Linked DNA regions of Mus musculus: regions 2 and 3 are each linked to region 1. Evidence: chromatin contacts called from public HiChIP or PLAC-seq and promoter capture Hi-C data. All regions are on one chromosome and are shown on one strand. Each heading gives the region's core, a stretch centred on a gene start, on an enhancer-like site or on the middle of the called end of the contact. The rest is flanking DNA. Distances are from core to core; before and after follow the strand shown. Region 1 holds the start of Syt14 (synaptotagmin XIV). Region 2 has its middle 14 kb from the start of Gm31078. Region 3 holds the start of Traf3ip3 (TRAF3 interacting protein 3).

The links. HiChIP or PLAC-seq counts read pairs in DNA pulled down with a chosen protein or histone mark. Capture Hi-C pulls out chosen DNA fragments and counts their contacts.
Region 2: a contact with region 1 is called in an H3K27ac HiChIP or PLAC-seq map of epiblast stem cells. The contact joins the enhancer-like site here to the promoter of Syt14 in region 1. A contact is called at or near these places in 3 of 39 promoter capture datasets (embryonic stem cells, liver and neural stem cells), 7 of 484 Hi-C or Micro-C datasets (the N1E-115 cell line, Sertoli cells, cortical neurons and 1 more), 11 of 115 datasets of contacts at active chromatin or transcription factors (astrocytes, embryonic basal ganglia, embryonic forebrain and 7 more) and 1 of 9 other capture datasets (embryonic tail).
Region 3: a contact with region 1 is called in a promoter capture Hi-C map of pancreatic islet. The contact joins the promoter of Traf3ip3 here to the promoter of Syt14 in region 1. A contact is called at or near these places in 5 of 39 promoter capture datasets (the 3T3-L1 cell line, cranial neural crest, embryonic stem cells and 2 more), 2 of 484 Hi-C or Micro-C datasets (erythroblasts and rod photoreceptor) and 2 of 9 other capture datasets (adipose tissue and pancreatic islet).

What each region holds. Positions count from the first base shown.
Region 1 is chr1:193,034,137-193,037,453 of GRCm38.p6, forward strand. It overlaps Syt14 (synaptotagmin XIV), which reads right to left and starts at 1,639. Exons shown (of 8, transcript NM_181546.3): 1 at 1,487-1,639. The coding sequence starts at 1,499.
Region 2 is chr1:192,794,542-192,797,858 of GRCm38.p6, forward strand. No RefSeq gene overlaps it. Among named protein-coding and RNA genes, the nearest start is that of Gm31078, 14 kb to the left of the region's middle. Within about 2 kb of position 1,575, at least 57 of the 459 cell types and tissues checked have an H3K27ac peak or open chromatin away from gene starts, as enhancers often do. A contact at or near this core is called in the N1E-115 cell line and epiblast stem cells, where this site is marked.
Region 3 is chr1:193,199,906-193,203,222 of GRCm38.p6, forward strand. Traf3ip3 (TRAF3 interacting protein 3) reads right to left here and starts at 1,641. Exons shown (of 16, transcript NM_153137.4): 1 at 1,390-1,641; 2 at 988-1,093.

The sequences.
Region 1 (3,317 bases), core at 389-2,888:
AAGGTATGTATGCCTAAAGAAAACTTGGACAATAAGAAATTACAAATTATGAGATCATATTTGAATCCTAACTGGGTTAATCCTTCATCATCTGCTTAAAATTATATTTGTATGACTTTACAAGAAATCCTTCCACAAAGTTGTTGACAAAATAAAGCATTCTACGTCAACCAGTGAATTTCACTCCCTAATTCCAGCTCTAATAAACAGTACTGAGAAGAATAAGGGTTGAACATGCTGTTCTGAACATCAACGATTACAGGTAGATTTTATTCTCCATCATCTTAGCAAATCATGTCAATGTGTCCCGTACTTAATCTCTAAATTGAAGTAAACATGAAACACACAGCTGAGTTAATTCTGGAGTTTGGTGGCTGGATCCTAAAGAAGCCCCCAGGCGTGTATACTAACAGAGACCAGTCACCTAAGGGAATTACTGTGCGAGGGGGAACACATTAAATGTAGGCAAGTAATGATTCAGCTACAGGTACTCTGTACAGGTCACGCAGGGAAGTTTTGGAAATCCTTTTTTTTGTACTGAGCTCATCTAAAATGGAAAACAAGATGCTGTAAGCATCACACCTGTGTGATACTAACTGCACAATATGCTCCTTAAAAGCAAGGCAAATTCCACTCCACTCCAACTCCATGCTCTCAGAATAAGAGGAAAATACACATCGGTACCACTTACCTTACCCAATTCGAATCAAGCTACTTGTGAAACATTTCTGTTGCCAATCTTCTGGGTGCGTTTGTCATAAATAGGCATTTGCCTCTCCCCGGAAAAAAGCAATTGTGAGGGTCAGATAAGAGGGTTGACCTCACGAAGATGTCCTGGCCCCCCTATACCCGTCAACCGAAGGGGACAGCGTGGTTATCATCGGCCCAGAAAGCCCGACAGGAGCAGCAGGATGAGCGGATCCCACAAGGGCAGCCTCCCGCTGCCGAACAGCACGGCGCTTCTCAATACCTCAGAGCCTCATTCACCTCAGCATCTCGGTATCTCAGCGCCCTAGTACCTGAGCATCTCACTCAGTACCTCAGCGCCTTAGTAACTGAGTCTCCTCAGTGCCTCAGAACCTCAGCGCCTCATTTACCTCAGAGACTCAGCACCTCAGTGTCTAAGTACCTAAGTCTCCTCTGTGCCTCAGAACCTCAGCGCCTCATTATCACCTCAGAGACTGAGCGAGTTGGCGTCTAAGTACCTCAGCGCCTTAGTACCTGAGCATCTCACTCAGTACTTCAGAGCCTTAGTACCTGAGCATCTCACTCAGTACTTCAGAGCCTTAGTGCCTGAGCATCTCACTCGGTACCTCAGCGCCCAAAGTGTGTAGGCCAGTGCTCGCGAGGGCCGCACGCCGCGCCTAGGCCGGTGTCCCGCATTAGCTTCCCTTACAGTCCGGACCCGCAACCCGCACCTCGGCCTCCTGGGCCCTGCGCTCGCTCGCGGGGCGTCTTCTCCGCGCATCGCTTGCCTTCCACTTACCTTCGATCGCCATGATGCGCTCGCCATGGACCGCACCAACCACGCAGGGAGAGCGGGGGTAAGTGCTGGAGCTTGCTCTTCTTAGGCCTCGGGCCAGAGGGGCGGGAACGCCCCGGGGCCAGGCAGCTGGGCCTCCAGGAGCTGGGGCGGGGCGGCGGGGTGGGGTCGAAGCTCCGGAGCAGGCGGCGCAGGAAGCGGAACCTTCCACGGTCGCGCACCGTCGGCACGTGACACCGCCCCGCCCCCGGCCCCTCTAGGCCCCGCCCCTCGCAACAACTATAGTTTGGCCCACAACCTCGACTTAACCCATTCCCATCTACCTTCCCAGGCCCCGCCCCCGAAATATCCACAACCCCGCCTACCACCCTGACCCGCCACGCCCGCCTCTTGCTGGCCACGCCCTCACCTCCCCCAACCCCCTCTCCCCCAGCCAGTGCAGGGTCTCAGGCGGGCGTTCCCAACAGGTGCAGACAGAGCAGAGAGCAGCCTCAGCAGCCAGCCTTCACCAGGCTTCCAGAGCGGCTGGACAAGCGGTCAGGACCACGGACAGGTCTCCGCACCCAGGAGGTGCCAGATTCCCTCTCAGCGAAGATCTATTCAGTTTGGTTTGGTTTGCCTGAACACTCACCTCAGATTTCAGCCAGCCAGTAGAGACAGCTTCGTGGCACAGCAAACCAGAAAGAGGGATCGTGAGGATAGTCTCTGTCTCTCCCTCCTTCCCTCTCTCTCTTCAGCCTCATTTCTAATGTGACCCAACTCCACAGGAGCCTGATGCCTCCTTGGAGGAACGAGTTCCCCATTTGTCTATGCATTGCAAGCACACATTTGAAGCCACACAATTGTAGGTGTTGCACAGACGTCTTGACAAAGGGCCTGAAATGCATGTCATGTACCCATTTTTAAGTTTGCAAGCCCTTGAGCATGTGAACACCCAAAAGCCAACCCCGAGCAAACTAGCTACCTAATCAGCCCCTCTCCACTGTTTATCCCGCTTCGTTTGGGTACTTTAAAGGCCGGATGGAGGAGCCTAGAAGGATAGGGGATTAGTGATTCTTCCTTGTGGAGAAGATGGTCACTCCTAGAACAGGTGGCTATATTAAGGACAGAAACAAAGAAGAAAATATTTTCCACTTATTATGTGAGGTTGGACTGTAATCTAGAGCAGAAACTGCCTTTCATTGCTTTTATATAACTTCTCCCTCAGTCGATTGATGCTCAATAGGCATCGATTCTTTAACATTTTTTTTCTACATTTGCTTATTTATTGGGGCAGGACCTTCGTGTGAAGGTTAAAAGACAGTTTGCAGAAGTTTGTTCTCATCACCATATGACCTCCAGGGATCAAAATCAGGTTGTCAGCCAGGCTTGGTAGCAAACATCTTTACCTTCTGAGACTTTTCCCTGACCCTGTTCTTTAATGTTTTGACTAGTCCAGTGAATATCTGTTGATCTAGGCATCATATAGAGAACTGGCTGCAGGGGTAGAGGAGATGGATCAGTTGATAAAGTGCTTGTTGCACAAGCATGAGAGCTTGAGCTCAATCCACACCTTTTTTTTTTTTTAAGTAGCATGCTTGTTATCCTAACTCTGTAGAACTGAGATAGGCAGATCCTTGAAGTTCATTGTTAAGCCAGTGTAGACTAACTGATGAACTCCAAGATCAATGAAAAAGCCTGTCTCAAAAAATAAAAAATAAAAAAGGGGGATGGGTGAGACTGGAGAAATGTCTCAACCGTGAAGATCACTTGCTGTTTTTGCAGAGGACCTGGGCTCAGCTCCCAGCATCCACATGGGAGCTTACAACTGTTGTAACTCCAATTCTAGGGGATC
Region 2 (3,317 bases), core at 325-2,824, 240 kb before region 1:
TAAAGTGCAGTCTATACAATGGGACAGTGTTACTACGATCTCCTGGGCAGCAGAGAAGCTGTGTGTCCCATCCTGCTTGTAGATCTTTCTGTTTAGGGCCTGGATTCTCAGACAAGGGCTTCCCAACCACACAAGACTGAGGCCAGTGGCCTGGAACATTATTTTCTATCCCGTAGACCTTGCACCAGTCCCCTGGAGGCCTTGGTAATGGGCTGGGATCCAGCTACAGGAAAAGAGAAGACACTGTTTACAGCACTCCCAGAGGCACACCACATTTTAAGAATACGTATGCCCACCCTTTGTAGCAAACATCGGATTGTAGACGCTGCTATACATACCCTTGTAGTATGGAGATGCGGGACTGCTCTCCTGAGTTTCCCAGAAGCCTCTGCCTGGTAGGGTATGGCTGGAGTAACATGCTGCAGCCCTGACTTCCCTTCTGTGTTTGGTCAGGATAGTAGTGACAACAGCTTTCAAGCCCCACCCACAATCCCTGTACACCAACCCCACCCTCAAAGCCCCTCCCATAGGCCCTCCCACCAGCTCTGCCCACCAGCCCTGCCCACTGACCCGCCTACAAGCCCCGCCCACAAGCCCCGCCCACAGAACCCCACCCATCAGCCTGTCCACCTGCTCTGCCTTCAAAGCCCTACCTACAAGCCCTCCTACCAGCTCTGCTTACAAGCCCCACCCACAAGCCCTGCCCATCAGCCCCTCCCAAGAGCCCTGTCCACAAGCCCTGCCTACCAGCCCCGCCCATCAGCCCCACCCACTGACTCTGGCTCCACCCACCAGCCCTGCCCACCAACGCTGCCCTTGCTCTCATTCAGACTTGCTTTGCTACCTACCCCCTCGCCCTCCCCCCACCAAACAACTGGCCAGTGTCTTGTAGAATCTTTTTCTTTTCTTTTCCTTTCTTTTTTAATTAAAAAAATATATTTTTATGTGTATGGATGTTTTGCCTGCTTGGTGCCTGCAGAGGTCAGAAGAGAGCAGCAGATCTTGAGGAACTGGAGTCACAGATGGTTGTGAGCTGCCATGCAGGTGCTGGGAATTGAACCTGGGTCTTCTAGAAGAGCAACCAGTGTTCTTAACTGCTGGGCCATCTTTCCAACCCCTCTGTAAGTCCAGGCTGTTTTAGAACTCACTGAACACACCGGACTGGCCTTGAACTCATGGCAACGACTCTGTCTCGTTCTCCCAAGTACTGGAATCAGAAGCTTATACAATTAGACCCCAACTTCTGAAATCACTTAGGACAAGGTTTCCTTCTGTGGTGCTGGAAACCAAACCTAAGGACTCACAGCTCAGTCACTAAGCCACACAGACAGCAACCTTCAGAAAGCATGTTTGATATGGGGGCGGCAGACAGAACGCCCCCCCCCCAACAATCATTTTAACCCCACAAGCTCATCTTCCCCCTTCATTACTATCTCTATCAAAGCACCTGACTTCTGTAAGAATGTGCCCAGAAAAAAACTTTTATTTTAGACAGTGGGTATTTCCAGAGACGGGAAACACAGACCTGTAGTCAAGGAAGACCAGGCACTTGGCAAACGCCTCCTCTGCCCCAGCAGCCTGGTTCCCAGGGCCCATGCCTGCCTCTCTGGCATGGCCTCCGCCAAGGAAGGGTGTTGAGAGGAGCTCTTCCTGAAGGGAGAAGCAGTTTTCTGGGTTTTAATGAGATCATTTATTGTCTCCTTGCTCTGACGAAGACAGTAAATGTGACGGGTGAAGTTTAAAGAATAATTAGTCCCAGAGGTGAACCCATCCCCGCAGTCCGTGTTTCCCCCTCAGCCTGTTGAGAAGCTGACTGCTTCCAGATGCTCCTGATTTCAACAGTGAGCAAAGCGGGTTCTTTTGAGCTGCAGACCTGTCAGAGAAAGCTGGCTTCTGAGAAGAGGCTTAGCAGGTTCCTAAAGGGCCAGCTGAGGAGGAAGCGGTGCTGAGGTGAAGCCCTGTACCCCACCCCCACCCCCACCCCATGGGGAGGCAGAGGAAGGCCAGGTCAGCCCTAATTAGCTGTTAAGGAATCTGACTGTCTGGAAGGCGGCTGTGAAGAATGCTCTCCATGATTCCGCCAGGTTTCCAACAGAGCCAGCCCAGTTAGGGACTTCCTGCTTCCCCAGAGCTCCCCCACTACCACATCTGGAGCGGCTGATGGAAACTGCAAATCAGTCTTTGATAAGCACCTGCCACTTCCACTTCAGAGACAAGATCTTTTGTCCCTGTCAGTTGCCTGGTAGCTAGGAAAGAATCCTAAGAGCCAGAGCTCCCGCCGCCCCCCCCCCGTCGTCCCCCCGTCGCCCCCCCCCTCCGCTCCCCCCCCCCCCCGCAAGACTGCTCAACGCAGCCTACGATCCAGAGGAAGAAAGCTGCGTGTGTACCAGGGCCCTCCTTTGTCTCCCATGCCCACTCTCTGGGCCTGCTCTGGGGAGAGAACACGAGGCCACATACTCCAGATGTGGGCTACAGGGGCCTAAGGAACGCAAGTGTCTCCCTTGGCGGGGAGGACAAATATCTGTGAAGAAGGACTATAGGTAGAGGCAGGCCTCACCCTACATGCCCAGGTGGGAGCAGAGGGAGAGGACATGGAGGACTGAAGGGGCATAAACAGCACCGCTCCTGGCTGCACAGGAAGGAGGAGAGATGGGAGGAGGGAGCTCACACAGGCTGTTCCTCTGCTCCCTCACACTCCATGCTTGTCTACAGTCTCCAGCTGGGGCCTGAGCCACCCCAAACAGGACTGACTCCTCCACAGCACTGAGGACCCATAGCAGGGGTATTTTTTGGTTTGGTTTGGTTTGGTTTGTTGGTTTTTAGGTTTATTTATTTTATGTCTATGAGTACACTGTAGCTGTACACACCAGAAGAGGGCATCTGATCCCATTACAGATGGTTGTGAGCCACCATGTGGTTGCTGGGAATTGAACTCAGGATCTCTGGAAGAGCAGTCAGTGCTCTTCTCCACTGAGCCATCTCTCCAGCCCACTCATACCAATTGTGGAGGTCCATCAAGTGATTCGATTCTCTTTTAGAAACAGACATAGGAGAAAATTTTGAATCCAAAATGCCTGAATAAAAATGTCCACAGAGTCATCTTTATACAGTTATAACCTGTTTATAGTTTTGTTATATTTCTCGGGGGAACGTTTTATTTCTATTGAGTGTGTGTATCTGTATGTGTGAACATGCTCATGCTGCAGGCTGTCCTGAAATTCACAGTGTAGTCCAGGCTGGTCTCAAACTGGCAGCAACTCTCTTAATTTAGCCTTCCAAATGCTGGAATTAACCAGGGTAATCTGCTACGCCTGGTT
Region 3 (3,317 bases), core at 391-2,890, 170 kb after region 1:
CCAACACCCACACCATATACCTACCACATGGCATATGATAAGCGACAGCCTTTTAAAAATAATAGATATAAAAATATTGTAGTTATCATGGCTGGCGCTGAATACTGAAAACTTGGTGCTGTGAATCAAATGCCCCAGGGAACGCCAGACTGTAGGACAGAGAATGATCAATTTTGCCCTCTGACTCCCCTACTCCCACTCTCAGTTCTGAACAGGGCTTGTAGCTCCATCTTGGAATAATTTTACTGTGGTTCCTGTAGTCTCTGAGTTTGGGTTACAAGGACAAAACACTTCTGTGTGGTCTGGATGTAATCATCAACTCAATTAGGTCAGACAGGAAGTCAAAGAACAGGTAGGTGAAGAAAGGAGATGCCATTATAAGTGTGAGGGCTTAGGCTCCCCACTGTGGGACTTACCAGAGGGAGCTCCCAGGTTCCCTACCTTCCAGACGGGAAGAAGAAAGGTCTGAGGGGTTGAGAACAGGTCTGTGAGGATGTCTCTTCCTGTTCTCCATCTATTGTCTGTAGGGCCACTGAAATATGGCTATTTTACTCTCTGCATCATTAGGTCTTAATGCTTAGGAAGTTGCAATAGGAATGGCTCCCTAGAGAGAGGAGTGTCTCCAAACCCATAGCCTTCTACACCTCCTGGGGTGTGGCGTGACACCTGTATGGAACCACACAGCCTTCTAGGATGGTGGGATCATCCTGGCTTGCTTTAACGCAAGTAGGCTATGGAAAGTCTGATGGACAGGGACAGGCTATAGAAAAAAAGGAACTGGTCCTGTAGTTCAGAAAAAGGTCACAAGGCCACTGCCCAGGATTTCTGTAGTTTCTGAGGTACCCCTGGCCAACATGAAAGGGCCTAGTTAGAGCTCGGAGGAAGGGCTAGTACTGGCTAGGGAAGGCTCTCCTTCCTGCACAGGAAGACAGCAGCACACTGCCCCTCAACTACAGACATGTTGACTTGCCACAGTTTTGCACCTACCTCCTGGCTGTGTATGCAGAGGAGATGATGGGTGGCTTCCTACACGAATCTGGCCTTCTTAGTTCAGAGTTCTCAGCGGGAGCTGAAGAGCCTGTTACAGGGATCCCTACATTGAAGGGATTGGGAAAAGTCATTTAATTTGTGTTATGGATGCAGAGCACACCAACACCAAGCCATGCAACTCACACCTAACCGAAGCCATCAGACGGAGCAGAGCTGGGAGCCATACCCTGTGGTTGCCTGAGGTCTCTAGCACAGGATGTTTTTTTGTCATACAAGCCCCATCGAGTACATTCTACCACCTGCTGCTACGCAGGAGGCTGGCATGGCAGAGCGTATTCTGCCCCACCCTAAGTCAGCAGATCCAAACCAAGATCCCAAAGCATCTTCCTCCACAGTTACCTCAAGTCCCAGGTTCTGTCTCAAGTGTCTCAGGAGAGCCTTCAGCCCTTTCTTTCTAGGTCTCTCTGGTCTCAGAAGGCTGGGGAAGCTGTCAAGCCGAGTTTCTGAAGAAGTTTCTAAACCCCCTCACCATTTTCTTCTTATACTGACGTTATTTTCGCACAGCAGCATGCTGAAACAGGAAACACAAGCCACAGTGTTCACAAACCTCAGTTCCTCTCCTTGCCCTTAGCAATTTGAGAGGGCCCCTGCACTCTTGGGGCCTCCAGGGCTGGTGAGGAAGTCCACCCAGGCACCCACTCTCCAACTACCTGATTGGTCTGCTCTCTGGCAGTTTCAGCCCAGTATTCACTTCCTCTGGTTGGTGCTGTAGCTCGGTAGGTAGAGTGCTTACTTGCCTAGCAAGCACAAAGCCCTAGACTCCACCCCCAGCATTAAAAGCCAGACCTGAAACCCCGGCATTCAGGAAGTAGAGGCAGGAGGACCAGGAGGTCAAGATCATCCATATTGAGTTCAAGGCTAGCCTGAGCTACATGAAACCCTGTTTAAAAAAAAATGTTTTTCTAGGACTACACAGGGATGAATTCTGGGCCATATCTATACCTTGCCACTTCTGTGGTAAGACCCAGGAGGGATGTTTCTCATACCATCTAGCTGTTTGGAGTCTCTTTTTCCCAATACTGGCATTGGGTAGAGTCTCCTGTGGTCTGAAGGATCTGTGTGTTTTGTGGAGTTCCAGATCCTTGAGGGCATCCTGGATTCATGTCTTTATGAGGCAGTGTGGAGGGGTGAAATATGGAGGGCTAGAGGGCAGAAGGCAGGTAGCCAAAAGAATCTGAAAAATCCCAGTGAATTGAACTAAGAAATTTTGGGAAAAATTAAAGAGAACTGATACATTAAAAAGAAACTTACAAATGGGAAATCCCAGAGCAACTCAGGATAGATAAACAGGAAACTGAGTTTGTACAAGTTCAAGGACTGCTCTGCAACCTTCTGAACAAGCCACTCAGTATGGAGACTATACAGTTCGAAATGTGTGAGGCAGGTGTGAGACAGGTGTGAGGCAGGTGTGAGACAGGTATGAAGCAGGTGTGAGGCAGATAATGATATATTCAAGTAGCTAGGATAAGTTTTGTTAACATGGAGAACTTATCACAGTCCTCTTCATGACTGCTATTTCCTCATTCTCTTAAGAGAAAAAGTCAAGAAGTAGGCAGGAAGGAAGCACGCAGGCCAGATTCTTATACTAGAACCCAGACCAAGGAGGCTCCTAGGGTGAGAAATACCCGAGAACACAGGGAGACAGGAGATTGTATCAGAATTGCCATAGATCCTTTTGGACTTTATTAAAAACTATATAGAAATGTATACAGAGATCAAATTCTTATCTATGGCTGGGTACTCTTTGGGTGCTATACTCATGCTACTGGGACTAATGTTAATGCAAGTTCAAAGTCACATAGCATGGGTTCATGAGTACATGGGTACATGAGTGCATGAGTGCATGGGTGCATGAATACATGAGTGCATTACCAGCCCAAGTAATTTATTCTAGAATAAAGCTCCAGGTACTTTTATTAGTCTACTAGTGGTATCTATCTATCTATCTATCTATCTATCTATCTATCTATCTATATGCTGTGGTTTGGATCCCCCAAAGTTCCACATCTCAGAGCCTAGCTCCCCACCTCAGCACTGCTGGAAGGTGCTAGAATCTTGGGAATGGGCTTATTGGGAGGCAGTTAGACTGTTGGTAGTGTGTCCTCAGAGGGGAGAGTCCATCTAGGCTCTTCTCTCCACTTTTTACTTTCTAGTCATGAGGTGAGCTTTTGCCCTATCACGAAGTTCTGCTCTGCTGTTCACCTCATCACAGGCCTGGAAACGTCTGAGGTAACTGATCATGGAATGAACCTTCCAAACTTCTCTCT